Regions from separate parts of the Mus musculus genome. Here region 1 is linked to region 2. The links are chromatin contacts, called in public promoter capture Hi-C maps. All regions are on one chromosome and are shown on one strand. The core of a region is the stretch at or near the end of the contact, and the rest is flanking DNA. Distances in the headings are between cores, read along the strand shown.

Evidence for each region. Promoter capture Hi-C pulls out the DNA fragments that hold promoters and counts their contacts.
Region 1: a contact with region 2 is called in a promoter capture Hi-C map of hippocampal neurons, with 13 times the contacts expected there. The contact joins the enhancer-like site here to the promoter of Sdk1 in region 2. A contact is called at or near these places in 7 of 39 promoter capture datasets (the 3T3-L1 cell line, cranial neural crest, embryonic stem cells and 4 more), 2 of 484 Hi-C or Micro-C datasets (muscle stem cells and nephron progenitors), 2 of 115 datasets of contacts at active chromatin or transcription factors (embryonic forebrain and forebrain) and 3 of 9 other capture datasets (embryonic stem cells, liver and macrophages).

What each region holds. Positions count from the first base shown.
Region 1 is chr5:142,339,074-142,344,449 of GRCm38.p6, reverse strand. No RefSeq gene overlaps it. Among named protein-coding and RNA genes, the nearest start is that of Gm30998, 22 kb to the left of the region's middle. Within about 2 kb of position 3,994, at least 38 of the 459 cell types and tissues checked have an H3K27ac peak or open chromatin away from gene starts, as enhancers often do. A contact at or near this core is called in hippocampal neurons, where this site is marked.
Region 2 is chr5:141,239,831-141,245,516 of GRCm38.p6, reverse strand. It overlaps Sdk1 (sidekick cell adhesion molecule 1), which reads right to left and starts at 3,983. Exons shown (of 45, transcript NM_177879.5): 1 at 3,425-3,983. The coding sequence starts at 3,668.

The sequences.
Region 1 (5,376 bases), core at 2,745-5,244, 1.1 Mb before region 2:
CAGGTGGTGTAACCCTGGGCTGGTGGTCCTGGGTTCTGTAAGAAGGCAGGCTGAGCAAGCCTTGAGGAGCAAGCCAGTAAGCAGCACCCCTCCACAGTCTCTGCATCAGCTCCTGCCTCCAGCTTCTAACTAGGTTGAGTGTCTGCCTTGGCCTTCCTCACTGGGCTGTAACTCCTGATATGTAAACCAAATAAGCCCTGTGATTTCAGCAATAGTAACCCTAAGACAACCCACGCACAAGAGCAAGTACACATACATGTGCGCCCCACATGCGTACAATCACAAAACACAAAACACAAAACGGTGAGAGTGAGAGAAAAAAAACTGAACTTCGGGCCTGGTGAGATGGCTCAGTAGTTAAGAGCACTGGCTGTTCTTCCCAAGGTCCTGAGTTCAATTCCCCGCACCCACATGGTGGTTCACAACCATCTGTAATGGGATCTGACACCCTCTTCTGTGTGTCTGAAAAGAGTGACAGTGTACTCATGTATTATATATATATAAGCTGAACCTTGTAATTTAAGAAGTTTGGGTTCATAGCTACAAAGGTGTTGGGGCCAGACCTGGAATGCTCCGCACCTTTTTGGGAGATAGGGTCATCTTTGATGCCATGAGTTTTGAGACCCTCACAGGCAGAGCTTCCCACTCACAACCTGATGCCTCTCATGAGACTCTGGGATTTGATGCAGCACACTTGGGGGTGGGAATCCCTGATCTGATTGGATTTTCTCCCCCTAGCATTGGTACCAAGTTCGAGATTTGGAGGTTGCAAGATGCATGGGGATTCAGTTGGTGTTATGGTCATAAAAAGCAAAAGAGTTATAAGAATATGTTCTATCTGGGTGTAGGGGAAGGAGATGCCTTGGTGGGCCCATGCCAAGGCATCCCTTCCCGCTGAGGGACCAGCCACATGACAGTATAATATAGAATAGAGTTTATTCAGGGCATGGGAAGGGGAGTTAAGAGGGTAGCAGAGGCAGAGAGAAGGAGAGAGTAGAGAAGTAGAGGCCGGCCATGACCATGTTGGGGGGGGGGAATGGAGAGAGAGGGGGCAAGTGGGAAGCAAGAGAGGCAAGAGGGTAAGAGAGAGAGGAGGGGCCAAGCAGCCCCTTTATAGTGGGCCAGGCCTACCTGGCTGTTGCCAGGTAACTGTGGGGAGGAGCATACCTGGCTACTGCCAGGAACCGTGGGGGTGGAGTTTAGACAGAATACCAACATTCCGCCATTTTGGTTTAGTTAAAAAAAAGAAAAAATTTAGAAAGAGGTGATGGTGAAGCAGGAATAGGGTCATTGTGATATCTGGCTGCTTCATGCTGACATTGGGGTGGCGTGTCTCTGGGGAGCCCTGAGGAATTGGGTATGGGGGATGTTTGTCCAGTTTTAGGAGAGTTAGCTGCTTCCTTGCTGTCCAGGGTCTGTGGAGCCATCTGGGGATTGGTCAGAAGAACAGGTCCAGGACGAAGCGTTTGTCTGTGTCTGAGAGGGGGGTTGGAGCATTTGACAGTTGCTTCTCTGGAACTCTCCTGGATATAGTAAGCGCCTGCAGTTGACAAGATATTGGAACACATTATTATAGGTAGAGAATAAGATTAAGTATGTTTGGGAAAAAGAAAAAAAATTTTTAAGATGTACATTTGAAACCCATAGGAATCCCACCCTTTGGAATAGGTAGCAAGTGGGAACTTTGGGCAGATATACTTACCTAGATGAAGCCTATTTGGTCCATGAGAGGTAGATCTGAGTGGGTTTCCTGTAGCTTATAAGTTTATAAAAGAGATAACACCATGAGTTAGCAACATGAGCAGTCTTTAAGATGAGCCTTTTGTGGAGCAGAAGGAACAAGATTAAAAAGTTGGACTGTGTAGTGGAATGTTTTATTAGCGTTACGCAAGTTTATATGAACTCGGATAGTGATAGGACAGTGGCATAGCAAGAAGAGGAAATATGAAGCATTTGATGAATGGAAACTGAGTTTAGTAAAGAGATAACAGCTTACATCTGTGAAAGTTTTTTTCTAGCTGCTGTCTTAGCTGTCAATGTAGTTAGAAGTCTGGGGAATAAACAATAATTTAGCAGTTACATAATTTAAAAAATGACAAGAGTCCACTAGCCAACAGTTCTCTCTGGTCTCCGTGGTCTCTATGGCAACTTGGGCTGTCATTCTGGCTTTCAAGTGCAGAAGACACAGGGCTTTTTCTCTGTGGAATGGATGCGTGTGACATGAGAAATGGCTTACCCTGGTTTATCTAAGCCATCTGACTCAGGGTATCCGGTTTTGTCCACTGTGTATTTCAGTGATTATCATATCACAATCCAGGCAGCATCCTGTAGCTGTGTCCATATCTTCTGAGACCTCATGGGAGAAACTGTTAGAGGTTTTTGGGAATTCTGTGTGTCATAAACTTAAAAAACTTCTGACAGGATTGAGTGCAATATAGATTGGTTATAACTGAATAGAATTTAATAGCAGTAGTAAAACTCTATCAGGATAGGAAAGAGAATCTTAGGTAACTTTAACAGGTTGTGTAAGCCGTGGGAATAGCTAAACTGTAGAACCAGAAATTGGCTGATGTGCACGGCTGGAGTCCCACAGGTCGTGGCCCCTGGGGCCAGTGGGCTGAAGCAGAACCGTGCTAAGGGCTGGTCAGCGGTGGCTGAGGCAAAGGACCCCGTCGGGCAAGCCGTGTTTCATATCCTAGCAATGCGCTTGTGGGCACATGGCACCCAAGTCTCGGATAGAGAGAGGGAAGGGAGGGAGGAAGGGGCTCCCTCGCATGCAAGTCACAGCATCAATGTTGTGATCATAAAAAGAGAAAGCGCTATAAGAATATGTTCTATCTGGGTGTAGGGGAAGGGGGTGCCTCGGCGGGCCCATGCCAAGGCACCCTTTCCCTCTGAGAGACCAGCCACACGACAGTATAATATAGAATAGAGTTTATTTAGGGCATGGGGAGGGGAGTTAAGAGAGTATCAGAGGCAGAGAAAGGCAGAGTGAAGGAGAGAGTAGAGAAATAGAGGTTGGCCATGACCTCATGGAGAGAGGGGGGAAGGGAATGGGGAGAGAGAGGGCCAGCGGGAAGCAAAAGAGGCAATAGAGGCAAGAGAAGAAGAGCTAGAGGAAGGGCCAAGCAGTCCCCTTTATAGTGGGCCAGGCCTACCCGGCTGCTGCCAGGAACTGTGGGGGTGGAGTTTTGACAGAATACCAACAGTGTGGTTGGGCCAATCTGTTCAGAATTTAGGATGGGGCTGTCTCCTGTCTGGAGCCATCATTTGGAACCCAGCAGACACCAGCAGCCTTGATGCACATGCCTGGCCCCTTAAAGCTATCCCCTGGCTGAGGTGTCTCCACTCCTCTGGTGTTCCAGCCATGGCAGAGAGGCGTCCTGGCCTGCACTCTTGGCAGAGTAGGTTCAGTCTTGCCCTGACTTGGAGGGCTTAACCAGGATCTTCCAGGCTCTCCAGGCCTGCCTGAAGACCTTGCAGGGACGTGGGGAGGGTCAAATGAGCTATTCGTGAGAAAGTGCTTAGGAGGGATTAGATGCTGTGTAAACATTCTCTCTCTCTTGCTCTGTGCATATGTGTGTGCATACCAGTCCACGTGTGTGTGTGTGTGTGTGTGTGTGTGTGTGTGTGTGTAGACGAGTGGACAATTCTGAGTGCCAATCTTCAGGAACCACCTACTACTTTTTGAGGCAGGATCTCTTTCCAGCATGGAGTTTACAAGTGCCTCAGGCCAGTGAGCACCAGGGGGCTTCCTGCCTCCGCCTCCCCTGCTCCACTCTGCCAGCCTGAGCCAAGAGCTTTATTGACTGAGATTCCCAGCTCTGTAAACACAGAGTTTTGTGATTATATGGGTGGGAGGCAGTGGGGGAAGGCTCCGGGGAAGGGGGAGGCATGGGCGTGGCAGGGAGAGGTGCGGTTCTGGGGAGGGGTAGTGCTGTTGGGAAGGTGCGTCATTTTTATATCTGGAGAAGAGGCCCAGGGTCAAATGCTTGTCTCTTCCTGGCTCCCAACTCCTCCGCTGGCTTTGCAGGGACTGGCTGGTTGAGGGAGTGGCATAGCTTTGACATTTTGGCTCTGGGCTGTTTGTACGGGAGCCAGCCGGGAATTGAAGACATCTGCCAACTAGATGAAATAAAAGCTTTACTTAAGCCCCAGGAAGGTGATGTTTGTATTCCGTGGGAGTAGATGTTTGGTGAGAATGAGAAATTTTCCTTTCAAGAAAATAAAGATGGGGGGCTGGCGAGATGGCTCAGCGGGTAAGAGCATTGACTGCTCTTCCGAAGGTCCTGAGTTCAAATCCCAGTAACCACATGGTGGATCACAACCACCTATAATGAGATCTGACTCCCTCTTCTGGTGTGTCTGAAGTCAGGTACAGTGTTCTTATGTATAACAATAAATAAATCTTTGTGCCTGAGCAAGTAGGGACTAAGCAAGCAGTATTGACCAGAGCGAGCAGGGTTGACCTGGACTGACCAGAGCAAGTGGGCGACCGGAGTGAGCAGAGGTCCTAAAATTCAATTCCCAACAGCCACATGAAGGCTCACAACCAGCTACAGTGTACTTATATACATAAAATGAATGAATGAATGAATGAATTAAAAAAAAAATAAGAATAGTCAGATGAGATGACTCAGCCAGCAAAGGCACCAAACAGCAAGTCCGAGGGCCCGAGTTCGAGTCACATGGTGGAAGGGTGGAACTGACTCTCCTGAAAGTGGTCCTCTGATCTCCCAACTAAAACCTTGGCACACGTTTGTCCATGTGTGTCACACACTGAGTAAATTTTAAATATGTAATAAGTGGTTGGAGGGCTGGCTCAGTGGTTAAGGCCTGGGTTAGATTCCAGAGGGCCTGAGTTCCCAGCACCCACATGGTACCTCACAGCAGTCTGTAACTCTGTTCTAAGGGATTCAACACACACACACAAACAAACACACACCACACTGTTTACACACCTGCCATGGTACATGCGTGGAGGCTGGAGGACAATTATGGGAGTGAGTTCTTTCCTTCCACCATGTGTTTCCTTGGGATAGAACTCAGGCCATCCAGAGAGAGAAGTGAGAGGGAAGTTCCAGAGATCAATTCAAAAGGATGAAGGGCATGCGTGTGTGTATGCATGTGTGGTGTGTGTGTGTATATGCATGTGTATATGGTGTGTGTGTATGCATGTGTGGTGTGTGTGTGTGTATGCATGTGTGGTGTATGTGTGTGTATATGCATGTGTAGTGTGTGTGTATGCATGTGTATATGGTATATATGTATGCATGTGTGGTGTATGTGTGTGTGTATATGCATGTGTAGGGTGTGTGTGTGTGTGTAGTGTGTGTGTATGCATGTGTATATGGTGTGTATGTATGCATGTGTGGT
Region 2 (5,686 bases), core at 2,734-5,233:
ACATTAGCCATACATATATAACTTTTAGTAATTATGTTGCCCTCGTTGTCTGCTATAAATCATGACAAATCCAACCCATAAGAAGTATCCTAAGAGGAAAAGCCTACAGGGGAATTAGGAACAGCATCAAATAGATGCACAGTATCAATATGGCATTATGACAGTTCCAACTTAGTGGTAACTGTTCCATGCAAAATGTTACATTTTATCTGATAAGATTCTAGAGAATGCATTCCTGTGCATATGACCAACTCATCATCCCATCAGAAACCTCAACAGCAGCACCGGAATTTTCATTTTCAAGATACATGAGGTTTTGTCAAATGGTGACATCTCCTCTGTAATATGAATTTTCAATACGATATAAAAGATGATGGATATATTACACATTTCACACAGCACAAAGAACAGAAACCTGTCGATGAATTTAAAATTTGTGACAACCTACTTGAAATTTTACACTGAAAGATCTGCATACTCTCTTGCACCATATAAATGTAAAATGGGTACCTGTGATTTTATTAGCAAGAAGGAATAAAAGAGTTCCTCCCCTTGAAAAGTAAGGCTGTTGCATGTATAAAAATTAATGATTTCCACTAACATTGCAACTGTGAAAGGACAATGCTTTCAACAGCCTGCAAGGTACAGCTGGTAAACTCTGATACACTTTGAAACAAGGGCTCTAAGTGGTCTTTCCCACAGCTCAAAGTGGTTTGCCAATCTTCTCTTGTATAGGTGATTGTCAAGTGAATGTCACTTTTATTTTTAGGGACAAGAAACTGAACTCCATCTCTGAAGGTCATCCTAAGTGATCCCGATTTCTTCACTTGAACCTGGCTTCTCTGACAACCTACAGATTCCATTTTACACAACCAGTAAACACCTTTTCTCCCCGGTAACATCCTTGGGTAAAAAGCAGCACCCAAAATAAAGTGGAATGAGTACGTTAGGTGTGGAGGGGTTAAAGTAACCAGAAACAGTGATTTGTTTCCATATAGTGAACATGAAAGGGGGCATTTATCAAAACCTACTGGGAAAAGGGCTGCCACTCAGATAACATTAGATAAGCTTGAATATGAATATTAAGTTATGAGGTACTTGTTAAGCTATCTCATTGGAATTTCCAAGACAGACTTGTAAGTACTACACTTAAATCATTGGATTTTTTTTAAACCACACATAACTCATCGGCACATATAACACAAAACACAACTATTCATAATTTAAGTGTAATTTTCCTGTTTCCTGCAATCTCCAAATGCCCACTGCCTTACTGTGGTAAGATTCCAGGATACGAGCAATGAACTTGGAAGCTAATTTTTCTAAACTACCAAATGCAATCCAGGTTCACTAATCTGTTTTAAAGACTCCATCAAAAGTCATGTTAACAGGATTATGCCTGGTTTTTATGTTTTTAGACCAGCAACCTCCCTGGGCTGACTAGCACATGCGTGCTTCGGGTTTAAGCAGGGAAAATCTAGATTTAGGAGGGAAAGCTCTTTCGGGAGAGATTCCGTCTCCATTTGTAAAAGGTCACCCTGAATCGGAGGATCCTCTTTCCTTCTTTTAGAGAACACCTCCGTGTTCCAAACAGAAGCGAAAGGAGGGAAAAAACAAAGCCCGGAGGCAAAGCTGCGGGCTCTCAAAGTTTTGCTCCACCGAGTACAAGGCACCCACTTGGGGTGAAGCATCAGTACTGGGCGCAGGGGGCAGCCCCGGGGAGAGGGAGGGAAAGGGCTGCTGGTGGTGACTGGCACTTGATATTTGAAGTCCGCCGCGGATGTCACTCATCGTTAACAAGACTCTGCGGTGCAGACTCAGATAGGAATCAGCTCATGTTTAATCAGTGCAATAGGACGCGCTGGGCGTTCTTTGAAGCCACAGTGGCTTACGGCTCAACTTTAAAGGTTTTTCCAGTGCTCCGATAAAATTTTAAAAAAGAAGAAAGAAAAAAAAAAGCAAGAAAAGAAAAGAAAAATGCAACACACAACACACAAGGCGCTTTCTCCAGCTTCTCAGCTACTCGGTATCTGCGCGCTCCGATTGCAACGCGGATTAGAAACACACCGCATTAACCCCTTAACTGCCTCCAGACCTAGCGACCCGCAGTCCTGGCCAGGTGATTCAGAGAGTAGGGAGCCCTAAATGCTCGCCAAGTTCCAAGCACTGCGCCGAGGAGCACCCACAACCCCGAGGTGACTCCATGCCACAACCACAAAGTCTACCTCAGGGAATCCACCCCAGGTGGCGCGCACCCCAAGAGTCCACCCCAAAGATGCTCATTCAATACAGCACTCATCTATAGAATCCATCCAAAGTGTGAGCACCCAGGGATCCGCTCAGGGTTGTCTACTCCAATACTATCTATCCATCCCCAATGTACACCCCAAAGATATCTATCCCTAGCCCACTCAAAGCTGAATATACCCCCACAGGAGTGTCAACCTTAAAATCCACCATGTGTATTCATATAATCTAGGAAATGATCACTCAGTCTATCCCAGGAGTGTGAATTCTAAAATTTCATGCTCCCAAGGCCTAGCCCAGATGTGTCCATCTCTAAAGTCCACCCCAGGGATGTTCAATCCTAATACAGTCTATCCCAGGTGATGCCCACTCCAAGACTCCAGTGTGCACCTCCACAGCCCAGCCAAGGGGTATGCATCCATAGTTCACCCCAGAGGTGTCACCCCAAGACTGTGTAACTCTCTATAGCTCAGCCCTGAGGTATCTACCTGCAAAGTCACCTCAGTGATGTCCACCCCTAATATAGTTCACCCCAAAGGTGTCACCCCAAGACTTTGCAGCCCTGAAACTCAGTCCAAAGGTATCCACTCATAACATAGCCCATCCCAGATGGTGCCCACAAAGTATACCACAGGGTGTCACCCCTCAAGCTCAGCTCATAGGTGTCCACTTGCAAAGTCACCTCAGAGATGTCCAGTCATAATGCATACCAAGTGGTGCCCACAAAATTCACCCAAAGGTGTCACCCAAGATTGTGTACCCCTAAACCTCAGCCCAGAAGTATATTACTTGCAAAGTCACCTCAGGGGTTTCCACTCATATAGTACATCCCAAAGGTGTGACCCTAAGACTACACAGCCCTGAAACTCAGCCCAGATATACCCACTCACAACATAGTCTATCCCAGGTAGCACCCACAAAGTACACTGCGGGTTGTCACCCCAAGATTGTGCACCCCTGAAGCCCAGCCCATAGGTGTCCACTTGCAAAGTCACCTCAGAGATGTCCACTCATAATACAGACCAGGTGGAGCCCACAAAGTCCACCCCTGGGGTGTCACCTCTGGCGGCGCGCGCTTCAGGAGTCCACCCCGGGACTGCGCACCCCTAAAGCCCACCCCGGGAGGCACCCACAAAGTCCACCTCGGGGGTGTCTCGGCGGTCAGGCCCGCACCTACCTTGCGCCAGCGCCCGCAGCAAGTGCAGCTGGAGCAACAGCAGCGCCCACCACCCGCGGCCCGGCCTCAACTTTGCCGCCCGCCGGCCCGCGCCCGGCCCGGGGGTCCTGGGCGCTGCGCGCAGCCCTGGGCACTCGGGGTCGCAGTGGTGACCGGTCCGGCTCCTCCGCGGCCGCCCGGGCCCCGCTCGCTCAGGGGGCGCCGCGACTCCGCCGCCCGCCACCGAGGGCCGGGCGCGGGCCATGCCGCGGAGCCGCCACCCCCGGGCGCCGCGGGACGGGCAGGGCGGGCGGGAGCGCGCAGACCCGCTGAGGCAGCGGCGAGCGCCGAGGGGCGGCGTCCGGGCTCCGATGAGCAGCGAGCCGGGTCGAGGAGAAGTTGTCAGCGAGCGAGGAAATGCCCAGCACGTCGCCCCCGCTCCTCGCAGCCGCACAGCGCCGGCCCCGCAGCGCTCTGTGAGGGGAGCTGAGCAGAACGCCTCTGCCGCCGCCTCTGCCGCCGCCGCCCCCGCCCGGCGCTGAGGAGAAAGTGCGCCCGCCCGCGCGCCGGCTCTCGCCTCGGCCGCCGCGACCGCCGCGCCCCATTCACAGCCCGGCCGCACGCGCCGCCCGCGCCCGCCACCCGCATCTGATTGGCCGAGCCCGGCGGCTCTCGCGCCTGGGACCCGCCCCCACGGCGCTCGCTTGTTTTCAAACTCGCCGCGCCCGCCCGCTTGCAATTTCGTGCCCGGGCCCAGAGCGACTTCCCGCGCCCGCTGCGCCCCCTAGGGACCCGCGGCGGGGATTGCAGCCGGCGCGCCGTCTCGGCACGCGCTTCCCCGGCGGGCTTGTCTGCGGGGCGTGCTCAGGCGGGGCGGTGCCTGCTCCCTTGCCGGGAGACCCCAGGGGCTGAGCTGCACGTCCCGCGGGTGGGACGACACCAGGTGTGGCGGCCCCCTGGCACCGCAGTCCCTACTGAGCCCGAGGGACTAGGGATCGGAGGGCCAGTGGGCACGCCCCTCCATGCGTCCCGGGAGCCTTCCTGCTTCCAGCCAGGGACTCTGATGCTGGGGTGGTTCCGAGCCAAGTTGCTGTCATTGCAAAGGAGAAAGGCGCGCGATCGAGTTTTCAATTCCCAGCAATCAGAAGCACCGTGGGGCGCAAAGACGCAACCTATTCTGAGGAGTGGACATGGCTTTGGAAGAAGTGTCCAAGGTCATGCGTGGCCAGCAGGACCACAGTACAGGGTACTTCCCGCTGTGCGTGGGAGGATTTGGAGGAAGGACCTGCAGCGTCAAGGATCGGACATCCCAGGGCCTGGGGAGTCTGCAGGGGTGGAGAGGTCGGGATGGGCGCGGACCCTCAGCAGCATGTGGTAACCATTAGCTGAGTTTATAGGGTGAACTAAGCACGCTGGAGCCTAGAGGCTGGGACTTTTGTGAGAGGGAAACTGGAGAGAGAGGCGGGTAACAGTCCAGTCTTGCGTTTTTAGGAGTTATCGGAGAGCTTGTGATGGAGTTTGAGTGAGGTCATATATGACTAGAAGGCCAAAGAGACAGCGAGTGTGCCCTGCCAGGGGCTGGCTCCCTAGGAAGTGTGTTGTGTCAGCTTACAAGTACTTGTGATTGATGATTGTCCCTGCTAACAAAAAGCCCCAGGCAAGGGGCTGAGACTCGTGAGTTAGCGCTAATTCCTGTTTGCAGAGTCCCTGTACTGAGCTGCCTCTTGACACATCTGCCTGTGTTAACAGTTAAGGAAAAGTGGGGAAACTGACGCCCAGATAAAATTGGTGGGTTATGAGCTCTATCTGAAGACCCAGTCTCTGCCTTTTGCCCTTTCCTACACATGCTATGAAAAAGCAAAGGAATAAAAACTGCATCTAAAATATTCACTGTTCTCTGGGGCGGGGGAGGGGGGGTGCGGGGGGAGGCAGGGCTTCTAAATGGGCAATGGTTGCTAGGTAAAAGAAGTGTCCCCTCAGCGATGGCACCCCGAGAACAAGTGGATTCTGGCAGGAGTGGAGGAAGGTGGTATTTGTAAATTTCTGTTGCCAACTATGTGGATTTCTACAAGCTTACAGGCTTATGTAAATGCCAAGAGAACGATAAATGAGCAATGTCTGCTGTGCTAGGGGGTGGGGCACGACGCGGGGACACTGGACTCTGGGAGGGTCCAGGCAGCATCACCTCCCCCACCAAACTGCTGTCACTGGTGTTTACAAACGTGAAGTGACCTCTAAGGTCAAGGGTGCAAATCTTGCCCTCTCCTCCTTTAAGCACCCCTG